Linked DNA regions of Sus scrofa: regions 1 and 2 are each linked to region 3. The links are chromatin contacts, called in public Hi-C maps. All regions are on one chromosome and are shown on one strand. Each heading gives the region's core, a stretch centred on a gene start, on an enhancer-like site or on the middle of the called end of the contact. The rest is flanking DNA. Distances are from core to core; before and after follow the strand shown. Region 1 overlaps SOX6 (transcription factor SOX-6). Region 2 overlaps SOX6 (transcription factor SOX-6). Region 3 has its middle 610 kb from the start of INSC.

Region 1 (2,700 bases), core at 112-2,611, 720 kb before region 3:
ATAGATGTGTTTACTCTGTAGAGAGATTTAGATTTGATTTTTTGTTTTCTTCATGGTAATTATGTTTGCACTTTGCTGATCACTAGTTGTGCATTATTACAATGGAAGGTGACAATTTGATTGTCTTCAATTGGAGAAACAAGTAATTTTATATTCACTAAGCTGTCAGGTAACACTAACTCACAGTACTAAGAGCTCCTGGCAATGTGGCTTGGCACCTATATTTAACTGCTTTGATGCTTGTGTAACCTCTGCTGAATCAGAAATACTTTGCCTGCTGGAAATGGTTTTCAGGGTTGTACAATGAGGTTTTCATTAAGTAGACAAACTGAAAATGAACTGCAAAGCCATGGTTGTTTCTCTCCTCCCCCTTCCCCTTCGTCCCTCCCTCCACTCCTCTCCTTCTCCATCCTGTCCCCTTTCCCTCCCGCTTCTTCTTCTTCTTCCAGGTCTTCTTCCTCTTATTCGATAAGAACTTCAAATTTATACCTTATTTCATTACATGAAAGAGAGGAATTTCTGGCTTGCTTTATTTAGCTAAAGGAGAACCTCAGAGGTTAGCTTCTTTGTATAATTTTGCTCACCGTCACCATGTGTGAGCCTTCCTTTTTTGAAACTGTCTATATAGTATCAATATCCATTTTTCTTCCTTTATTCTGGCAATATTAAAAAGTGAAAATAGAGGTGAGAATGGAAAAGTATGGTTACAGCTTCCAACCTACTCTTTCTCTCTGAGAAGTTATTTTTCTGGTTTAAAGTATTTATTGATAATTGGGTAAGATATCCTGTAACTGGGCTTCCATACCAGTGGATTGGTTTCAAGCTGACCAAGACACATGTTTGATACTCACTTTAAAAATTATGGTTCTCATTTCATGTAAAGAGGAGATTCAAAGTGAATATATATAAATACATTCATTCTACTATTATTTTAGACAGCTTTCTTTCACTCAAGCCACATAGAGGTCTTTCCTTTGAGCTATGAAGTCATTGTGCTTGATTAAAATCCTCTTAGTGTATATTTATAGTAACCATTGTTTGGTTTTTCTCTTATTTCTTGTTAGATGACTGATTATATTTATGTATTGTTGGCCTGCTTTCCAAAGCAAAGATCCCAAGTTACTGGTAGATAAGCTAGGAGAAAAAAATTCAGTATTATTTCTGTTAAGCAAAAAGTATAGAGAGAGGAAGGCAAGTTGTTTTGATCCCAGGAAGAAACTGGATACTCAGAGACACATGTAATAATTATAGGTTTTCCATAGGCAGTCAGGCAGGCAGGCCAGTCATTAGGCTGGTTGCCTGCCTCTTCCAGCAGATACTAACCAATTAGACAGAGGTGGTTACGTGATGTAACATTATCAGGAGAAACAATTCATGAGTCAAAGCATTCCAAGACATATGAGCTCTAGTCCAAAGAACAGTCTTAAGCTATATAAAGTGACAGCAATATTGTCAGCTAAATATAAACTCTAGAAACACAAACTTTGATGACTTGAGAAGAATCTGTTCCAGGTAGTCCCTGTTTTGTAAGAACCTCAGAAGGCCTTTGAAGACAATTTTGGAGCTTTGGTATAAAAAATTAGAAGCCTTAGATAAGTCAAAATCTATTAATTTAAGCCCCTTCTCAGACATACTTCAAGGGCTTCAAGCATATTTCATTTGCTTCATTGCTATTGATTTGACAGCTAACTCAAATCAGTGAGTTTTCTTCTAACAGATATTATCTGTATATGTTACCATATATGCTCTGATAGAACCACTACAAATTTTAAAAAATAGGTTTATAACTCTTCAAAATAGCTCTGAAAACAGTTACCCCCCCAACATTGGATTTTCTTATTTGCTTATTAAACAGATGGAGGAGAGAGAAAAACCTGGCAAAAGCCTAGGGAAGTTTGGAGGTGGAGTGAGGGACAGGAGGTAGTACTGGATAAAATAATACAAAGAATCAATAACAACCTTCAGGCTTTCCTTGAATGAAGACAGTAAAGTTTTAAAAGGGTTATTCTCATTTTAATGTTTGTAATCATGGTCTCTCCCTGGGCCTGTCCACTCTCCCTGCAGTAAACGTGGGAATTGGAAGTGCAGGAAAAAGGTTTTTAAATCATTCTTGGCCCTAGGCTGGGTGGACTGACATCCTTTGTAGGGGTTCCTGGGTATTGTGCATTTTGGCAACTGAACATATCTGTTACTCATGCTCCTTAAAATGAGAGGCACTGTGTTATATTTTTGGAAAATTAGTTGTTTATTTCTCAAGTATCAGATCAATTGCAGCATTAAATTAACAGTGAATTATCTGACTGAAATAAATCTACCTTGGTAGCCTTGGGCTGAGTTGCGAAAATAAATGTGAACGTTGGCCTGAATTTTTAATTTTTTCTTTAGGTAAACCAACTGTTAAAATGTTGCTTTATGTTAGAAACAGGGCTTCTTTTGAGCAAATATAAATCATCTAAAAAGTGAATGCCATTTGATAATAATCTTAGAAGTAATGAAAATATTAAAAAGACCATATTAAAAATATTGTTCTAATAAATCCAATGGCTCCTTTGGATAATTATCTCAATCTCAAACAAGTCACAAGAGAACTCCTCAAATGATAGTTTTGAGGTGAATTCTTCCCAAGCAATAGTATAGAGAAAAAAAAGTAATTTCAAGTGACTATGCCTTATGAGGAAGTTGTTTTAAAATAATCCTGAC
Region 2 (2,700 bases), core at 92-2,591, 650 kb before region 3:
CTAGTAAATGTCAGTCTCTGTCCTTCTCAATCCCCAGTTAATTCAGCATCCTATTTCATGGCCATCTTAATTCCTTACTTTCTCTATTAAAATTCTCTTTATTTTGGTAGGAGTATTTAAACTTTTCATTATAACTTAAATACCTAACAAGCAGATTGCTATTACATATTTACAGTGATGCCAGAACTAATAACGAGAACATTAAGTGTTTCAAGGAATGGATGGAGCATGCTACTAAAAAAATGAAAATATTTTTATAATGTAATTGAGAAGAAATTAAAATATTGTGAGAGGATTGTTTTGAGATAACATCTGAATGTACCATTTATTTGATTTTATATTTGGTTTCAGATAGTTGCCTATATTTTGGTCTATTTCTTTAGTTTCTATAGCCAGAGAGTTACTCTCTTTTTTACTTCTCCGGACATTTGTTTTTACCTTTCTAAATAGAAAACAATTTTAGACTTTATTTGCATACACAGGAAGTTAATGATGTAGCAAAGATTATAAGACACTGTATTCAATGATTTTAAAATTACATAAAATCTAGACAATGAAGAATTTGTATTGAACAGTTCTATAAATTTTAGATGTCTGTATTTCTAAATATATTTAAAGCAAAATCTTTAAATGTATATGCATACTATAGCAAAGAATATGGGATGGTTAAAGATGATAACTGGCAATTGGGTAGCCCTCTGGCAGTCAGGATGTTTAGTAGATATTAAACTGTACAATTTCTGTGATTAAGATTCCTAGATTTTAAAGTTATCCCATAATTCCAAACCAAAAAATGCAATAAAATTCTAAAATAAGGGTCTTATTTTGAAAAACCTGTATTAGTATATTTTAAAATGAGATGCAAAGGGTTTGCATCCAGTACTTTATTTCCTTTAAGACTATAATTGACAAACTGCAGTAATCATGCTTTTATGTGCTTTTCTCCCTCTACTGAATTCATTTTTAAAAATGAAAGTAAAAAAGGTAAAAAGAGACTCTAGAATTTTGAAACCCAGTGGTCCTGAAGTGATGGGAAAATAGCCAAGGTGTCACAGCTAATTTCTGACCCTGTTTTATGAGTTCTGCTGTTCCTTATTCCCCCTGTCAGCCTGGGAATCCCTGAGGCTGTGCAAACTGGCTGAACATCACTCAATCCCAGTTTTATATACCCTTTTAATAATGTTGAGTCTATTCTGTCCAACTTTGATTCAGACAACCTGCTTGTCTTGAAAAAGTGATATATTTAATCAGTGACTCTGTCTCCAGCATAGCTCCCACTGCGTGTGACTAGAGCCGAGAGTAGTGCAGTGGTCTGTCACTTCTGTTTGAATGGGTAATGTGGAGCCCATCAGCTGAAAAGACAGGAGCTGGAACTGCTTGTTAGGACACATGATCAAAAGCCACTCTCTGCTTTCTGCCAATCAAACCTCATGTCGCCTTGTGGGGCAGGCATTAGATAGATTTTTTTTTTTTCTGCCTTACACAGTGGGCACTTTGCCAGTTTGACATGTGAACTGTTACAAAAGATAGCAGAGTTTCAACCGCTTGCTGACTGCTTTAAAATACTGAACACTTGTTGTCAGAATGAAATTTTCATAATACTAAATTATGATAAATTTTTTGAAGTATTACTTGGTGCCTTTATCTTGTAATTTGTGGATTTGTTGTTGTTGTTGTTTTTGCTAGTGCAAAAGAAACAATAGACAATAGCTTCTTGGGTGAAAGTAAGGGAGACAAAACCCTGTAAATCGATTCAATTGCAAAGCCAATACAACTCTATGACCAATAGTTTTGAATAAGATGATAATTGCTTTGTGAAAATATCATTAGTGAATTAAGTGTTATTTTGCGTTCTCTCTCCTCTTCTTTAAAAATTATTTATTTCTTCTAAGTTAGAAAAGGAGAGTGGTTTTAAGTATTATTATTTTAGTCTCAAACATTAAAATCTTATTTTGAAATTTAATTCAGGATCTTATTCCCTCTCCTTATTGAGAAGATGGACAAATTTCTAAATTCAGAGACATTCTCTGATTTGTAGCTGTCCTGATGGGTATTTTTATTCTACTTTTTCATTTTGTCATCCTCGGAAGAGTCCCCCATTATATCACAGTCTCATCTTTGTACCCATGGCAACCCAGTATTGATAATGGCATGACCTACCTTCTAGGCTTTTTAAGAGACGAATGAATACATAAGTACTTTTGACTTAAAAGACATTTCCTACAATTTCTAAACACCCAGATAACTGTTCTAATGCTTTTAAATCGTAGTAGGTGCTTTGATATCTCCAAACTTGCCACTTGGTACTTGCTGTTTCTTCTCTAATGATCATTTTAAAAGGAGTTAAACATTTTCACCAAAACATACCATGACAATCTAGTGGAACTCATTTAAACAGTGAGCTACACATAAACAGCTGCTCCTTCAATAAGCCATTCTTTATAATACCCTTATTACCTTCTAGTGTCTCAAATTCTGATTAGTCAACAGTGCTGATTGCCGCACGGCATTCCGTTGCCCATCTTCCCTCTGCTCAGCTGCTCATGTCTTAGTTGTTATTTGATTACAACACAACTTGTGCATTGTTTCTCCAAGTTGTTCTTCATATTGTGTCTTAAAAACTCTGAATTATCCAGGGAAACTGTGATAGTATGAGAGGGACTTTCTTTATGCACATTAAAAATGTCTGAATAAAACATA
Region 3 (2,700 bases), core at 196-2,695:
CTGTGTTACATAAAATAATACACGTTAGGTCTGGTTTGTAATTAGATCAGTGTTTCATCCCAAGTTCCACACGCAACAACACTGGACGTTGTTTCTCACCCCTTAGCCATAAATATTGCCAGGGCTGAGTATTCTGCCCTAACCCTTTTCTAGGTTTTGTTTTCCTAACTCCTGATGACAATCCTCCCGTCTGCCTCCTCCCTGCCTCGGAGGTGGGTTCAGCTTTCCTCCATAGCAGTAGCTCAGAGCAGCCCGGGACTGCCTCTCTGCAGAGCAGAGCAATAGCTCCATCAGCGAGCCATCAGAATCTCTAAACAGTCACAAAATTCATCTCCCCAGACTGCCCGAGAAAAAGGGTAGTTAGGTCTCTTTCCTCTATAATAAGGAGATACAATTATTTAAAAAAAAAAAAAAAGGAAGGAGAAATTGAGATTCATTTCTAACAGACTTGGACATGTGTTGGAGAATATTGTTGAGAACAATTAGAGATGTATGAGTGAGGGGTTTATTTCTCACTTGCTTGTCAGGTCAGAAGACAATCTGTTTATTTTCCTGCTACAATTTTATTCAATAAACTGAAAGGATAGGAGCCAGAAAAGAGGGTATGAACAGGATGTGTGCTATCAATTTGTCAAATAAATAATCGTGCTTGGAAACAACAGATTTTATTAATTAGACAGGATGGTGTATTATTACCATTAAAGTGTTATATTGCATTAATTTTTATATTTTACTCGGCTACTAATTACTGTAAAAGATTTCGGGAATGAAGCAAAATAAAATCATGCAGCATTATACATAATGTAAAGATTGCGTGAATTAATTTGTCCGCTGCTCCCCGCCCGCCGCTGTCGGGAGTGGAAGAGGCAGGCGCGGAAGCGGCCTTCGCCGCAGGAGAGTTCTCGCACCAGCACTTCTACTCCCTCCCGGTTGAGGGAGGCAGCTGGTAAGACCTAGGGTTCAAGACCGGGCTCAGCTACTCACTGACTGGCAAATCACCTCTCTGAAGGCACGGTTTTTCCCTTTTGTAAAAGTAAACACCCCTTTTCTGCCTGCCTCGCAGGGTGATTGTAAAGATCTAACGAATTCTCAAGTGTAAAAGTGCTTTAAAATGTCAGAGGTTGTGAGAGGGGATGAGACCCAGTATTACTTATTAGAGGAGGCAGACAGGCGGGCCAGCTCTGTTAGGGTCCGGATGCTGGGCAGGGGGAGGCTGTACCTTTCGGGCTTGGGGAGCGAATTAGGGCCCTCGAAGGCCACCCAGAGGCCATCGCAGCTACTTCCCTCGCTAAACATCGCGTCGGAGTGGAGGCAAAACTAGCCCAGGGCCACACCGGAGCTGAGCCACGAGTCTGAAACGCAGACCAGAGAGAAGCCACTCCAGATTAGACCCAGGCGCTTCTTACAAGGGGACCCCGCACCTACTCATCAGACCGAACTGGGTTGTAATTCTGCACAGACACAGCCGGCTCTGTGGCCACGGCCAAATCTCTTAACCTCTGTGAATGGCAGTTTCTTCAGTTAAAAAAAAAAAAGTTATTTGCGTAGGAAATGAATTCCCACGCCAGCCACACATTCTGGCTAAGAAGGTAATGGGCAAGGCCTTCGCCAGGGGTAAAGGTCCCCAAGGGCTCCCCGTGGCAGCACAGCCGCTTCGGCGCACCGGGAGCCCCGAGGAGCCCGCCATGTCCTGCTCAGGGCGCTGCCTCCCAGGTCCTCGCTGACCTCGGCCGGAGCGGAGCGGAGCCGCAGGGTCCCGGGACAGCCCCCTCGCCCCACCCCGGGGGCGTTTCTCACCAGCGCGGCCGAAGCCCAGCCACGTTTTTCTCCTGGCTGGGTCTCCAAAGCCCCAGAAGGCGACTACAGAGATTTCTCACGACCCACTGCCACCTACTGTCCGAATCTGGGAACTGCAGGGCAGGGCATACAGGCCTCTGAAGGGGAGGTGCCGATAGGCAGGGCTGCCCAGGACTGAGGATGGCAGAGAACAGTGTTCAGGTCCCTCTGACTGGACCCTCCCATCACACCCTGTTCCTTTTGTTCTGAGTATCCTTTTGCAGTTGTGTGAGAGCAACTTAGCTGGGCCATCTGAAGCCCCGGTTCTCTGGCTTGCACTGTTATGGGCACTAGGGGAAACAGGAGTACTAGGAAAAGCCCCTTGTACCCCATCTGACCACAGCTCCCTTTAGAAGGTCTGAAAATCCTGCCTCTGGATTTGGAGGGCTATTTCTGATCAGTCAAAGTGAACCAATTGTGGGTCTTCCAAAGAATGGCCGCTGTCCCTGTTTCTAGCTTCCAGAGGGTTAGAACTTCACCTGTCGTGACAGTCTAACCTCATTCTGAGTCAGGCATGCCCCTCAGCCTTCCCTATGCCACCAGGATCTCTTATGTCACCCTCTTTTAGGGCATTCATCCTGACCTCTAGTATGGCCTTACTGGCTGTGTCATCTTAGACAGGTCATGGTACTTCTGTGAACATTCTTTTTAAATCAGTAGAAGTAGGGAAGTTCCTACTGAGGCTCAGCGGTAACAAGCCTGACTAGTGTCCATGAAGACGCAGGTTCGATCCCTGGCCTCGCTCAGTGGGTTCAAGATCCGGCGTTGCTGTGAGCTGTGGTGTAGGTCGCAGATGTGGCTCAGATCTGGTGGTGTTGTGGCTGTGGCTGTGGCATAGTCTGGCAGCTGTAGCTCCAATTTGAC

The links. Hi-C and Micro-C count contacts between places; a contact is called where the count stands out from the background.
Region 1: a contact with region 3 is called in a Hi-C map of fetal skeletal muscle, with 1.9 times the contacts expected there. The contact joins two enhancer-like sites. A contact is called at or near these places in 2 of 47 Hi-C or Micro-C datasets (embryonic fibroblasts and fetal skeletal muscle).
Region 2: a Hi-C map of fetal skeletal muscle shows a contact between it and region 3, with 2.5 times the contacts expected there. The contact joins two enhancer-like sites. A contact is called at or near these places in 1 of 47 Hi-C or Micro-C datasets (fetal skeletal muscle) and 1 of 2 datasets of contacts at active chromatin or transcription factors (skeletal muscle).

What each region holds. Positions count from the first base shown.
Region 1 is chr2:42,681,295-42,683,994 of Sscrofa11.1, forward strand. The region is part of intron 3 of SOX6 (transcription factor SOX-6); the gene reads left to right. Among named protein-coding and RNA genes, the nearest start is that of SOX6, 240 kb to the left of the region's middle. Within about 2 kb of position 1,362, at least 5 of the 83 cell types and tissues checked have an H3K27ac peak or open chromatin away from gene starts, as enhancers often do. A contact at or near this core is called in fetal skeletal muscle, where this site is marked.
Region 2 is chr2:42,745,675-42,748,374 of Sscrofa11.1, forward strand. The region is part of intron 5 of SOX6 (transcription factor SOX-6); the gene reads left to right. Among named protein-coding and RNA genes, the nearest start is that of SOX6, 300 kb to the left of the region's middle. Within about 2 kb of position 1,342, at least 5 of the 83 cell types and tissues checked have an H3K27ac peak or open chromatin away from gene starts, as enhancers often do. A contact at or near this core is called in fetal skeletal muscle and skeletal muscle, where this site is marked.
Region 3 is chr2:43,399,991-43,402,690 of Sscrofa11.1, forward strand. No RefSeq gene overlaps it. Among named protein-coding and RNA genes, the nearest start is that of INSC, 610 kb to the right of the region's middle. Within about 2 kb of position 1,446, at least 53 of the 83 cell types and tissues checked have an H3K27ac peak or open chromatin away from gene starts, as enhancers often do. A contact at or near this core is called in fetal skeletal muscle and skeletal muscle, where this site is marked.